Regions from separate parts of the Mus musculus genome. Here region 1 is linked to region 2. A link is a contact called in public promoter capture Hi-C data. All regions are on one chromosome and are shown on one strand. Each heading gives the region's core, a stretch centred on a gene start, on an enhancer-like site or on the middle of the called end of the contact. The rest is flanking DNA. Distances are from core to core; before and after follow the strand shown.

Region 1 (5,463 bases), core at 1,684-4,183, 330 kb after region 2:
AACGTGTCTTGAAGTATAAAGAAAGCCAGAGCAAACAGGGATCTCCTGGGGCTCAGACTGTCCCCCACACCATTGCACACTCCTCTTCTCAGAAACTCTCTGCTCTCAGAGGCGAGGCAGGCTTTGAGGATGAAAGGAACAGGCAGAATCTGATTATGGCTACAATGCTGGTTGAGAGAGAGAGTGTGTGTGAACAAGGAGGTGTATGTCCCTGCTGACAGACCCATCTTCAGAACACACCTGCCAAAGCAGATGGCATCAAGCAACAGGCAAGCCCAGGAAAAGTCAACAGGGCTGCTCCTTGCTTTATAATTTGTTGTGGCTTCTTGTTACAGTTAAGATCCTTTCCAATTATTAGGAAAAAAACAACAAAGGAAGCAAATGTTCCAGATTGGATGACAAATGGTATGGTCTGCCAGGCTGTGAGCTTCTAGACAATCACGGGAGCAACAGACCTCAGAGATGCAGAAACACAGCAGAGCAGGGGCCGGGCTTTGAGCCCGTCTGGTTATGACACAGGTGACAGGAGAAGCCAAGAGAGACATGAGAGTTAAAGAGACGAGAGGTGATAAGACGTGAAATCAAATCGAGTTAGTAAAACAGAGAATCGAAGAGAGACGAGTGTGTGGTTAATCTGGACTGTCAGCTTGCTGGGGTTCGGAGTCACCTAGGAGACACACCTCCAGGAGACTCAGAAGGTGTTTTCTGAGAAGTTAAACTGGGTAGGGAAGACCCACTCTGAATGTAGGCAGCAAAGGTCACTTTCTCTACTTCCTGGTCACCATGCTTGACCTAGCCATACCCACCATGCCTTCCTCCCCATCATGGACTTCATTCAACTGAACTGTGAACTGTGAGCCAAAATAAACCCTTCCTCCCTTGGGTTGCTTTTTGTCAAGCATTTAATCACAGGAAAAGTAACAAACAAACAAACAAACTTACAGGGTGTGGTGGTTTGAATACCTTTGGCCCCATAGATTCATGTATTTGAATGCCTGGCCATAGAGAGTAACACAGTTAGAAGGAGTGGCCTCACTGGAGGAGGTGTGGCCTTGTTGGAGGGTGTCACTGCGGAGGAGGGCTTTGAGGTCATATATATGCTCAAGCTCCACCCAATAAAAAAGACCAGCTGCTCTCCAGACATCCTCCAGACCTTCACCATGACACTGGAACTGCCGAGGCATCCAGACTTGTGAACTGAGGAGCCACCAGGCCCTTGGCCTCTGCAGCATGCAAATGGCCATTCTAGGACTACTCAGCTCATACCATGTAAGGCAATGTAATAAATTCCCTTTTGTAAGATGCAGATATCAGATCTGTTCTTCTGAACTTCCCTACATTGCAGTAACACGAGTTCATATTGATGTTCCAGCCAGTTCCCTGCCTCATGGATCACTCTGTCTCCTTTCTTTGTCTGCTGCATCAGGAGAAAGAAGCCTGACTCAACCTGTACCGTCCATTCAGTCTTTCAACTTGTGTGTGTGTTGGGGGGGGGGTGGACTGGTGTCCCTGGAATCTCCACTCCTGTGGAAGCACATTGCCAAATGATCTGCGGGGGGTGTGGTGCCCTCTTGCCTTTAGTTTTACAGATTCTATTTACTTCCCAAGTGGCCTTGGCAGTCCCTGCTCTGCTCCTGCAGTGAACCCGATCTACACACACATGAGCAATGTCACTAGGTGCAGCGCTAGGCCCATCCTAAGATTCCTTATATCCTAAGTAATGGGATCCCTCTCCCTCTCCCTCTCCCTCTCCCTCTCCCTCTCCCTCTTCCTTCCTCTCCCCCATCTCTCACTTCCTTCTCCCTCTCCCTCTCCCTCTCCCTCTCCCTCTCCCTCTCCCTCTCCCTCTCCCTCTCCCTCTCCCCCCTCCCTCTCGGTTATTTTCATGTGTATTAGCGTTTTGTCTGCAGGTTTGTCTGTGCATGTCTGGCGCTTGCTAGAAGATGATACTGGATGCGCTGAAACTGGACTTACAGACAGTTGTGCACTGCCATGTGGATGCTGAGAATCGAACCTGGGTCCTCTGGAAGAGCAGCCAGGGCTCCTAACCACTGAGAACTATTCTCAGTCCCCTATGTAACATTTTAACACGCACATTGAATAGTTGCCCTTGGCTACAGAGTCAGTCCTGTGCATTTTGAAAAATGTAGCAGACCATGCTTCCCTGGGCACAGAACGTCTTCATGGCTGGCTTCCATCTTGATCCCTCTCTTCTCCTTTGTACAGTTTGAATCTGAAATCCCCACAATCTTGTGTTTTTTAACATCTGCTACCCAGTTGGTAGAACGTTTTTGAGAGACTGGAACATTTAGGAGGTGGGGCCTGACTGGCAGAAGTAGTTAACTGGGGTGTGCACCTTTGAAGGTGGCCCCCACTTGTGCTGAGTTCTCTGCTTTCTGATCCACTGTGAAGCAAGAGGCGTCTGCAGCACACAGAACCAAGAGCTCCACCATACCTTCCTGCTGTAATAGACCCCAACCTAGAATACAAGCTTCGTCTTTTAACTGTGTTGTCGCAGTGATAAGAAAGCTAACACACTCCTCAGTTCTCGGAAGCCTCGGGTCTCTTCTGAGCATGATTTCACCTTTTGCAAAGTGACAAAGTTGGAGTCTTTAAAGAGTTGGGGTTTTTTGATTAGTGTGTGTGTGCCTGATGTGTGTGCATGTGCACACATGCCACAGTGTGCATGAAGAGGTCAAAGGGCAGCCTAGCTCCCTCCCTCCACCTTTAGCTGAGTCCTGGGACTTGAACTCAAGTCTCCAGTCTTCCACCTCAAAAGCGGAGAAGACACACTCAGAACGATCTCGCACGCAGCCTCTTCAGACTGGCTTCTGTGCCCGGCTGTGTGTTTCTGTGCCCTGGGGACTAGTGTTGGCTCTTTCCTGGGTGCTCCCTCTATAGATGCGGGGGTGTTTACCTCTGCACCTGCTGGCGGCCTGAGGCTGCTTCCTGTTGGAGCGCTTGTGAAGAAAGCTGGTGTAAACATTCATGTGGAGCCCTTTGTGTTGACGTAAGTTTTCAAATCAGTCAGATGAACACAGAGAGCAGTTGCTGGGTCTTCTGGCAGGAGAGTGTGTACTTTGTAAGAAAATGCCAAACTAGTTTCCACAGTGGCTGTACCACGCTGCACCTCACCAGCCGTGCCCAGTCATTCCTGTCGCTTGACATGCTCAGTCAGGGCTGGCAGTTTTGTTAAGTTTTTGTTTTGTTTTGGGTTTGGGTTTTTTTTTTCCCTTTTAATCTGTGTGTGGTGGCATCTCTGTGTTTGAATTTGCAATTCCATCGTAACAAACGGCTGTGAACGCCTTCTCACGTGCTCACTCGCCATCTGTCTGTCCTCTGTGGTGAGCTGTCTCTCCAGATCTCTCCCCATTGTTAATCAGGCTGTTTGTTTTCTGATTGCTTCGTGCCGAGGTTTCTTTGTAGAATTTCTAAGTGCAACATGAGAGGTTGAATATACAAAATGGACAGGACGTGTATATAAACACTTTAACCCACAGCCCGAGGCCAGCAGCCTGGAAAACAGATCTCTTTCCACTCCAACCAGCCAGGAAGCCTCCTGCTGTATGCTGGGCTTTCAGAAAATTAGGTCAGCAGCAACAGGAAGCCACACAATAGACTCTGTAACTATCGGTACAGACAGCCGGACTCGATTACATGGAAGCTTCCATGATCTTGTTCCCCACTTTCCGCCCAGAACCCAGGACCAGCCTTCCCACAGAGGGCCCATCCCAGAGGCTGGCTGCATGCATCCCAGGCCGGCAGCCCCCACGGGACATCTCCAGTCATGTTATTACCTGCCCTCACTTTTCAACAGTGCCTTCCAGAGGTGACCTGCCCACAGAGCGGGCAGCCCAAGCAGGACACCCTTCCATGCCCTCTTCTCGTTTTCCAAGAGCACATTTACATTATTCAAAGCCCATTTTCCTTCGAGGGTCAAGCTTTGGGGGAAGTGTCGGGATGGTAACTGCATAGTATTCTGTATCCACCTTGTTGCTGGCTCAGTGGCCTCCCTGTCCTGCATCTTGCATTAGCGTATGGGCTGAGTTTGGGCTGAGATGTTTCCCTTTTGGTCAAATCTGGATCAGGTTGCTCTGTTGGGGTTAGGGTCACAGCAGTTCCATTTACACAGAATGGAGCCATCCCCAGGAACATAGAGACCTGGGGATCCTTGCGCAGAAGCAAGGAGCTTTCCTGAAAGCCACGGATTTGGGGCAGGGCAGCTGTCCTTCCTTGAGCTCACTGCACACAGAACAGCCAGAGTCGGGGTACCACGGTGGACAGGAGCATCAAAACCATTCTCCTGTCCCCAAATCAGACAGAGCCAGGGACTACGGACAGCACACTCATGGGTCACTGAACACCAGCTTGTCCTGGCATCTTCAAGACTGTTCTCATCTGAGAGTGACTGCTCTGAGGACAGGCAGTAGTGCCTGCAGACACTCTTAGTTGTCACACGGAAGGAGTGCTGCGTGGAGCCGCACAGAAAATAAACACGCATGCGCGCATGCGCAAGAGAAACTTCATAGTTCACCCCAATTTTTTAAAGCTTATTTTATGTGTATGGATGTCTTGCTTGCATGTATGTGTCCACTGTATGTGTGTGCAAGCACACTGCTTGTGTGTTGAGTGCCAGAAGGGGCCAGAAGGTGGTGCTGGATCCCTGGGACTGAAGTTACACGTGGTGGGCTGCCACGTGGGCTCTTGGAACTGAACAGGGTCCTCAGCAAGAGCAGCCAGTGTTCTGAACGCTGCGCCACCTTGTGGTGGTTTGAATATGAATGCCCCTCGTAGGCTCATCGATTCAAATGCTTGGTCACTAGGGAATGGCACTATTTGAAGGGATTAGAAGGTGTGGCCTTATTGGGGCAGGTGTGACCTTGTGGGAGGAAGAGTGTCCCTGAGGATGGGCTGAGGGTTTCAGAAGCCCAAGCCAGGCCCAGTGGCTCTCTCCCCCTGCCTGCTACCTGAGGATCCAGATGTAAAACTCTCAGCTACGTCTCCAGCTCTGTGAGCACACTGCTTGGTACAGTGTATCAAGGTTGTCCTTGAGTTTCTCAAATGACGATTTCTCTGTCCCCATATATTGTCTCTTGCTGAACACAGCCTTGTAATGCTTATACCAAGAATCCCCTGTCTCCACTTTGTGAAACAATTCTTACCATTTGCTCTCTGACCTGTCAATAACTGTTGATGACCCAATGGCTGGGCAGAAGACAGAAAAGGGTAGCTATCTGCCAGCCAGGGGGAGGAGGGAGAGAGAGTGAGGAAGGGGAGGGAGATTCAGATCAGCCCTGAGGAGGAGAGGGTCTGAAAAGACACCATGAGAAAAAACATCTGAAGCCCAAAGATCCAGATCAATAATAATATGCAAGTATCCTGGGATGGGGCTGGGAGGGAGCCAGATTAGCTTAAGGGTTATTATAAATCTTTTATCTGCCCAGTATTGAGGTGTAGATTGAA
Region 2 (5,717 bases), core at 2,612-5,111:
TGCCTGGGCCTGGGGAGGAGGGGCGTGGAGCTCCTGCACCTGCCTCCTGCCAGCAAGCCATAGGACACAACCCTGATACCACATGATGTGGGCCTCCTGAGGGCTGCCACCGACTCTTCATTTACCCTCTGGGAGGTGAGGGGTCCAGGGACCATCCTTGGTGACAGACAGGAAGGTGATGGACCATACTGCTCGGTGTGCTCTGCACTGGCGCAGGGACACCGTGCCTGGGGGGCAGCTAGGCCTTGCTGGCTCTGCTCATTCCTCTGTCCTCCCCTGTGCCATCTCCCCTTCTCACTCCTAGTTCCCATCTTTTGCTCTGCAGGGAAGCCTCCCAGGCCACCAGAGCAGAGAAACTGAGGGAGGGAGCCACCCTGCTGCAAAGGCACCCCTTGATCTTGTCCACTAGCTTGGGGTCTTACGCCATACCTTTGACACACAGGCATGTGCCCTGCTCTGTACTTAGGAGCCACCTACCTCCAGAACCGGCAGGGCCACCTCAGACCCTAAGGCTAAGAGCAGACTAGACTACCAGGTTAGATTCATCTCTCAGCCTGGAACACAGCAGGGGCTGTTAAAGGATTGAGGTGACAGCCTAGCTTAGTCATTGCTGCCTTCTCCTTTATGTCCCCAGAACCACTGTGGGGAGGACTTAAAGATCCCAAGGAGAGACTTCCAGGCTCATCAGGAGAGTGGCTGGCCATGGGTCCTTTGTCTCTGTGCACAGCCCCCCACCCCCTTCCCCTGCCATAACTCTTCTGATGGCAGTAACTCCCGCCACCCAGCCTTATCAGTCTGCCCAGCTGAGATGCAGGTCCTTAAATTAAAGGACCCCTCACATTGCCATTGTATCAGCTGATGGATGCTGTAGCCAGTAGGGTGTGCAGTTGAGGGTTCTGCTCCCTCTCTTGCCCCACCCCCACCCCTCACCCTTCAGTGTGTGTCCAGAATACTGTCAAGTTGATTATCACATGTGGATGCTCTGTCTGTAGACCTCCTGAGTTCATGACCCCCTCACGTAGCACAAGGTCAGGATGACAGCGAGGGTGGACAGTCTTGGAGGAGGTCCTGGAGCTGTGGTCTTGTCCTGGCTCCGTGCTTGGCACCTCAAGGCTACCATCCCCTCTCCAGGACTCAGTTTTCCTAGGCTGGACTAGAGGATCCCCTGTTGCAATCTATTACAGGGAAGCCACCAACATCCCACCTCTGTTGGCCTGGGGGCTTCTGGGTGCCCAGGATTGATGAAGTTCAAGCGATAACTTGCCATGCCTGTTCCTGCCCGTGTGGCCTGGGTGCCTGGGTGTGACCTCACAGTGGCCTTTAACCCTGTGGACAATTGCTCCTTTGGAAGGTTCCCTGGCTTGGCTCTGTTTGAGGGGTGCTGACCCCAAATTCCTACCCCTCCCTTCCCTGTTTAGGCCTGGGATTCTGCCATTACTCAGCACCTGGATGGGAGGGGGGATGGGCCCTAGTAAGCCCCCTGAATTGTGGGGTAAAGAGATGGAGGCTTGCTTTCTTTAAAGGCACAGCTTGAGAAGATCAGCCAATTGACTTGACGGCTGGTGGGCAGAGAGGGTCCCCAGTATTCAGCAAGAGGGCAACAAGCCAGACTGTCTGATCAGAGGGAGCCGCTGGACTTCCTCTGGGACTAGCAGACTGCTGCTCCATCCGGCCTTTGCATACGCCAGTCCCTTTGCCTGGTGTGCGGTCCCCACCCCACACACTTTTCCTTCAGCTTAGTCAGGCTTGACTGGGAGTCTTCCTTCCCCATCCCTGTTAGCCGCCATCCCCAACCCTCAGCCCCATAGACCTCGTCCCCATCTGTGTCACCACCGGTTGGCTTGGCCACTGACCTTTCTCCTAACGTCACCCCACACACACCCCCAGGCCATGGGATTGCTATGAACTGAGGTGCCTGCCTGAGGGAGACCAGGGCTGATTTGATTCCTGGAGGAGGATGAACAAGAGGGTGGGCAAGAAAGACAAACTGGAGGAGGTCTGGGGGCTCAGCTGGAGCTTTCACCCATGGAGACCTTTCTCTGTCCTCAGTCAACCGTGAGCTGGTACGGAAGGCCTGCGGGAAGAGCCATCTGGTGGTCCACAGTAGCATGGAGCCTGACGTGGGCCTACTGCGCCTCTACCCTGGAATTCCCGCCTCCCTGGTAGGGAAACCTTAGAGCCTTCTGTCCTACAGTGCCCTCCACGGCTCCCGTGCCCTCATACCTCCAGGGCTCCCTGGAACTGTGGTCTTACTTCCCTGCACCCTGGTGGCCTTGCTCAGGCCAAGGTCTTCACAGAGCGATGGCTTTACCCGTTTGGGCAGCCTTGCCTTCTTAGTTGAGCTCCGCTCTTCCTGGGATGAAGTCTTGATTGATTGAAGGTGGGAGGCTGAGCATCTGGGCTGGGTATGGGCTTGTGGACACATGGGGATGTGTGTGGTCACCTGGTGCCACCTTTAGGATGCCACTCTGAGGCTGGCTGGGAGTGTCCCCAGGGACTCTGCTTTCTACTGTTCCTGCTTTCTTTCTGGCCAGGTCTTAGAATGTAGCTCAGGCTGGCCTGATTGTACTCCTCCCACCCCACCCACCGCTGCCTCTCTCTCTGCCTTTTCTTTTTCTTCCTGTCTTCAGCCCTCTGAACTGGCTCTTCTTGTGATGTCTGCGGTGCCCCCCTTACCTGTTACAGCTGATAGGACACAAAACTCTCCTCTGTCCTTGAATGTAGTTGTCCTGCCTGGAGGAGTCTGGGCAGGGCCCATTCTGAGGGTCTTCAGTGTCAGGAGCCCTGGTTCTCTAAGCTAACACTGGAGGGGTAGGGGGAATTATTGAGGCTCAGCTCGCCCCACAGTCAGAGAGACCCTGCTTACCATGAGAGGGAAGTCAGATAGTTAGGAAGCCTATAGGATAAGCCCTGTTGTTCTTTCCAGTGAAAACACTCCCAAATCTGTGCTCCCTGCCCAGGTCCGGACCTTCCTCCAGCCCCCACTGAAAGGCGTGGTCATGGAGACCTTCGGCTCTGGGAATGGGCCCACCAAGCCAGACCTACTACAGGAGCTTCGGGTGGCGGCCGAACAAGGCCTGATCATTGTCAACTGTACCCATTGCCTTCAGGGGGCTGTGACTTCGGACTATGCATCTGGCATGGTAGGGGTGGAAAGTGGGCCTGGGACAAAGGGAGGGTATCTGGACTCTGCTTCCCTTTCGCTGTGGCGGTCCCAGGGCCAGCCTCCTTTCCTGGTTCCTCTACAGGCCATGGCAGGAGCTGGCATAGTCTCGGGCTTCGACATGACATCAGAGGCTGCCCTGGCCAAACTGTCCTATGTGCTGGGCCAGCCAGGGCTGAGCCTGAATGACAGGAAGAAGGTGGGTGTACCCTTGGGACTCGGAGCACTCCCGAGAGCACATGAATACCTGCTGACTACTGAGAGGGCTAGGAGGAGTGTCTGTGTTCTGGAAGTGGAAGGGAAGATAGGGCCAGTGCTGACCCAGTTCATCCAGGCCACACCCTAGCCTTCTCTGGGGAGTCTTGGATTCTGGGTACCAGTTCAGTATCCCTCCCCCACTGCTCCTGACACCCTGCCCTGCCTCCCACTTCCTACAGAGCGCTCCAGGCCTGTAGGCTGCCAAGCCCTGGCTGAAGTCTTAGGAAACCTAGAGTTTTTAGGGAGAGAGGGCAGTGTTAGCCTTCTGTGGGCATTGTGGGTCACACTAAGCCCTTGCAGGGTGTCACAGAGGTGGAATATCAGACCTCTGTCAGGCCCAACTCCCTGTGGGATCCAGGTCATTCCAAATAGTCTGGACTCCCCGGTCCGGTGGTGGCTAAGCCTCCATATCCTTCTGTTCCAGCTGCTGGCCAAGGATCTTCGTGGGGAGATGACGCTGCCTGCAACAGATGTCTTGCTGCAGGATGGCATGCTGGGCTGCAGGGTAGCTTGGCTTCTCAGTATGAATGGCAGCCAGGTACCAGCTGCGTTGTGTGGGAGTGGCAGGGTGAACACACTCGGGGGATGGCAGAACCTACCATCCATCTCCTGTACTGTCATTCTGGCCTAGGAGGGGACCAGGAAGAAGCTCTGGGGTGCATGGTGAGGACTTAGAGGGATTTCAAGGCAGAGTCAGGAAAGGGACCTGTCTGTTGTGTGGAGATAGAAAAGATGGAGCCGCCAAGCAGGGGCTGCTGTGGTCAGGACACGTCCTGCTGGCTTGGACCTCAGACTGGGGTGAGCTTAAGCAAGGTGGGATGCTGTCTGTCCTGCTGTCTGTCCTGGTGCTGAAGAGTCAGGGCTGACTGGGGTCTCTTCAGGACTCTGAGCTAAGGGTTCCAGGCTACACACGGGCACCTTGGAATGTGGTCTAACCCCCAAGCTTTCCTCTGCCCTCAGTACTTGAGTGCGCAGACCCTAGCAGGGGTGAGGAAACAGAGGGCCCAGGAGCCCAGCAAGTGGCTCCTGCAGAGTTACCTTATGAGCCAGGTGGCTAATGACTCCTTGTTGCCTGTGGGTATGGCCCGTCATTAGGGTGACTGTGTGATGAGGTTCCTCGTCCCTCTAGGGCCCTGCTGGCCTGAAGCTGTGATTAGGGCCAGCATGGACGCTGGACAAAGTGGCACTTTGAAGACTTTCCAGGGCCTTGGAGGACCCCTGGGGGACTGGGCAGTGGGACGGTAGCCCTTCCAGGAATACTGTGCATTGATGCCTTTCTGATGTGTGTGGGGGAGGGGGGACCCTGCACCATTTCTCATGCTCTCCCAAGGAATGACCTGTGACTCTTCCTGTCTGCAGCGGAGGGAGGCAGAAAATGGAACAGATAGCAGATAGAGGGAAACAGGTGGTAGCCTGGTCTCTGCTTCCAGGCTGTGGGGGCAGGTGGGCACGGGGACTCCTGCCAGAGCCCTCCAGTGGGGTGATTTGGGTACCTTCCTCCTGTGGAGAGATGGGTTCACATAGACAAGGTACTGCTGGCTCTTTCTGTTCTTATCCTGTGAATACTCAGTGCCTCAAAGCATGGCAGTGGCCCATGTCACCATTGCCTTTTTGTCAGGAGGCTGATACCATGAAGGATGTTCTTCTGCCCGGCCTGGCCCTGGCTGCAGCTCACGCTGGTGACCTGGACACCCTGCAGGCCTTTGTGGAACTGGTGAGTTCCCCACTGAGGGACCAAGCTAGTGGGTGGGACGCCGCTCACACGGGCAGAACACCCTCCCCAGGTGTTCTCACTAATGCTCCTAAGCCACACTGGGCAATGGGGCCTGCATCCCAGCCCCAGGGCCTTGCTGGAAGATGGTGTAGGGGTGGACCTGTGAACTCTCATCCTTCCAGTCCTCTAGGTGGTTCACCTGACCTGTCCTAGCCCTGTTTTGAGGCCTTGTGCCCTTGTGTCATCCTAGGACAGAGACCTAAACCTGAAGGACTATAGTGGTCAAACCCCACTGCATGTGGCTGCACGGAGGGGCCATGCCGCAGTGGTTACCATGCTGCTGCAGAGGGGTGCGGATGTGGATGCCCGTAATGAGGATGGTCAGAGCCCACTATTGCTGGCCGTGAGGGGCAGGTACCAGGGGCCTGGGTGCTGCCATGGGCATGTGGGCAGCTGCACGGCGGACGCTTGTCTGATGGGGACAAAGATCGGGTGGAACACAAACAGGGTCAGTGAAGGAGGCATATTTCCGTGGGGCAATCTGGAAGGGCTACATGGAGGAGGTGGCCTCAGAAGACGCTG

What was found. Capture Hi-C pulls out chosen DNA fragments and counts their contacts.
Region 1: a promoter capture Hi-C map of adipose tissue shows a contact between it and region 2. The contact joins two enhancer-like sites. A contact is called at or near these places in 8 of 39 promoter capture datasets (the C10 cell line, the HPC-7 cell line, the SN4741 cell line and 5 more), 1 of 15 datasets of contacts at CTCF or cohesin (embryonic stem cells), 5 of 484 Hi-C or Micro-C datasets (the HL-1 cell line, cerebral cortex, embryonic stem cells and 2 more), 10 of 115 datasets of contacts at active chromatin or transcription factors (craniofacial prominence, embryonic basal ganglia, embryonic forebrain and 7 more) and 2 of 9 other capture datasets (adipose tissue and liver).

Annotation. Positions count from the first base shown.
Region 1 is chr12:112,446,363-112,451,825 of GRCm38.p6, forward strand. No RefSeq gene overlaps it. Among named protein-coding and RNA genes, the nearest start is that of B020018J22Rik, 14 kb to the left of the region's middle. Within about 2 kb of position 2,934, at least 51 of the 459 cell types and tissues checked have an H3K27ac peak or open chromatin away from gene starts, as enhancers often do. A contact at or near this core is called in adipose tissue, where this site is marked.
Region 2 is chr12:112,117,905-112,123,621 of GRCm38.p6, forward strand. It overlaps Aspg (asparaginase), which reads left to right. Exons shown (of 15, transcript NM_001081169.1): 7 at 2,050-2,162; 8 at 2,961-3,143; 9 at 3,249-3,362; 10 at 3,846-3,959; 11 at 5,040-5,135; 12 at 5,386-5,549. Among named protein-coding and RNA genes, the nearest start is that of Mir203, 10 kb to the right of the region's middle. Within about 2 kb of position 3,862, at least 6 of the 459 cell types and tissues checked have an H3K27ac peak or open chromatin away from gene starts, as enhancers often do. A contact at or near this core is called in adipose tissue, where this site is marked.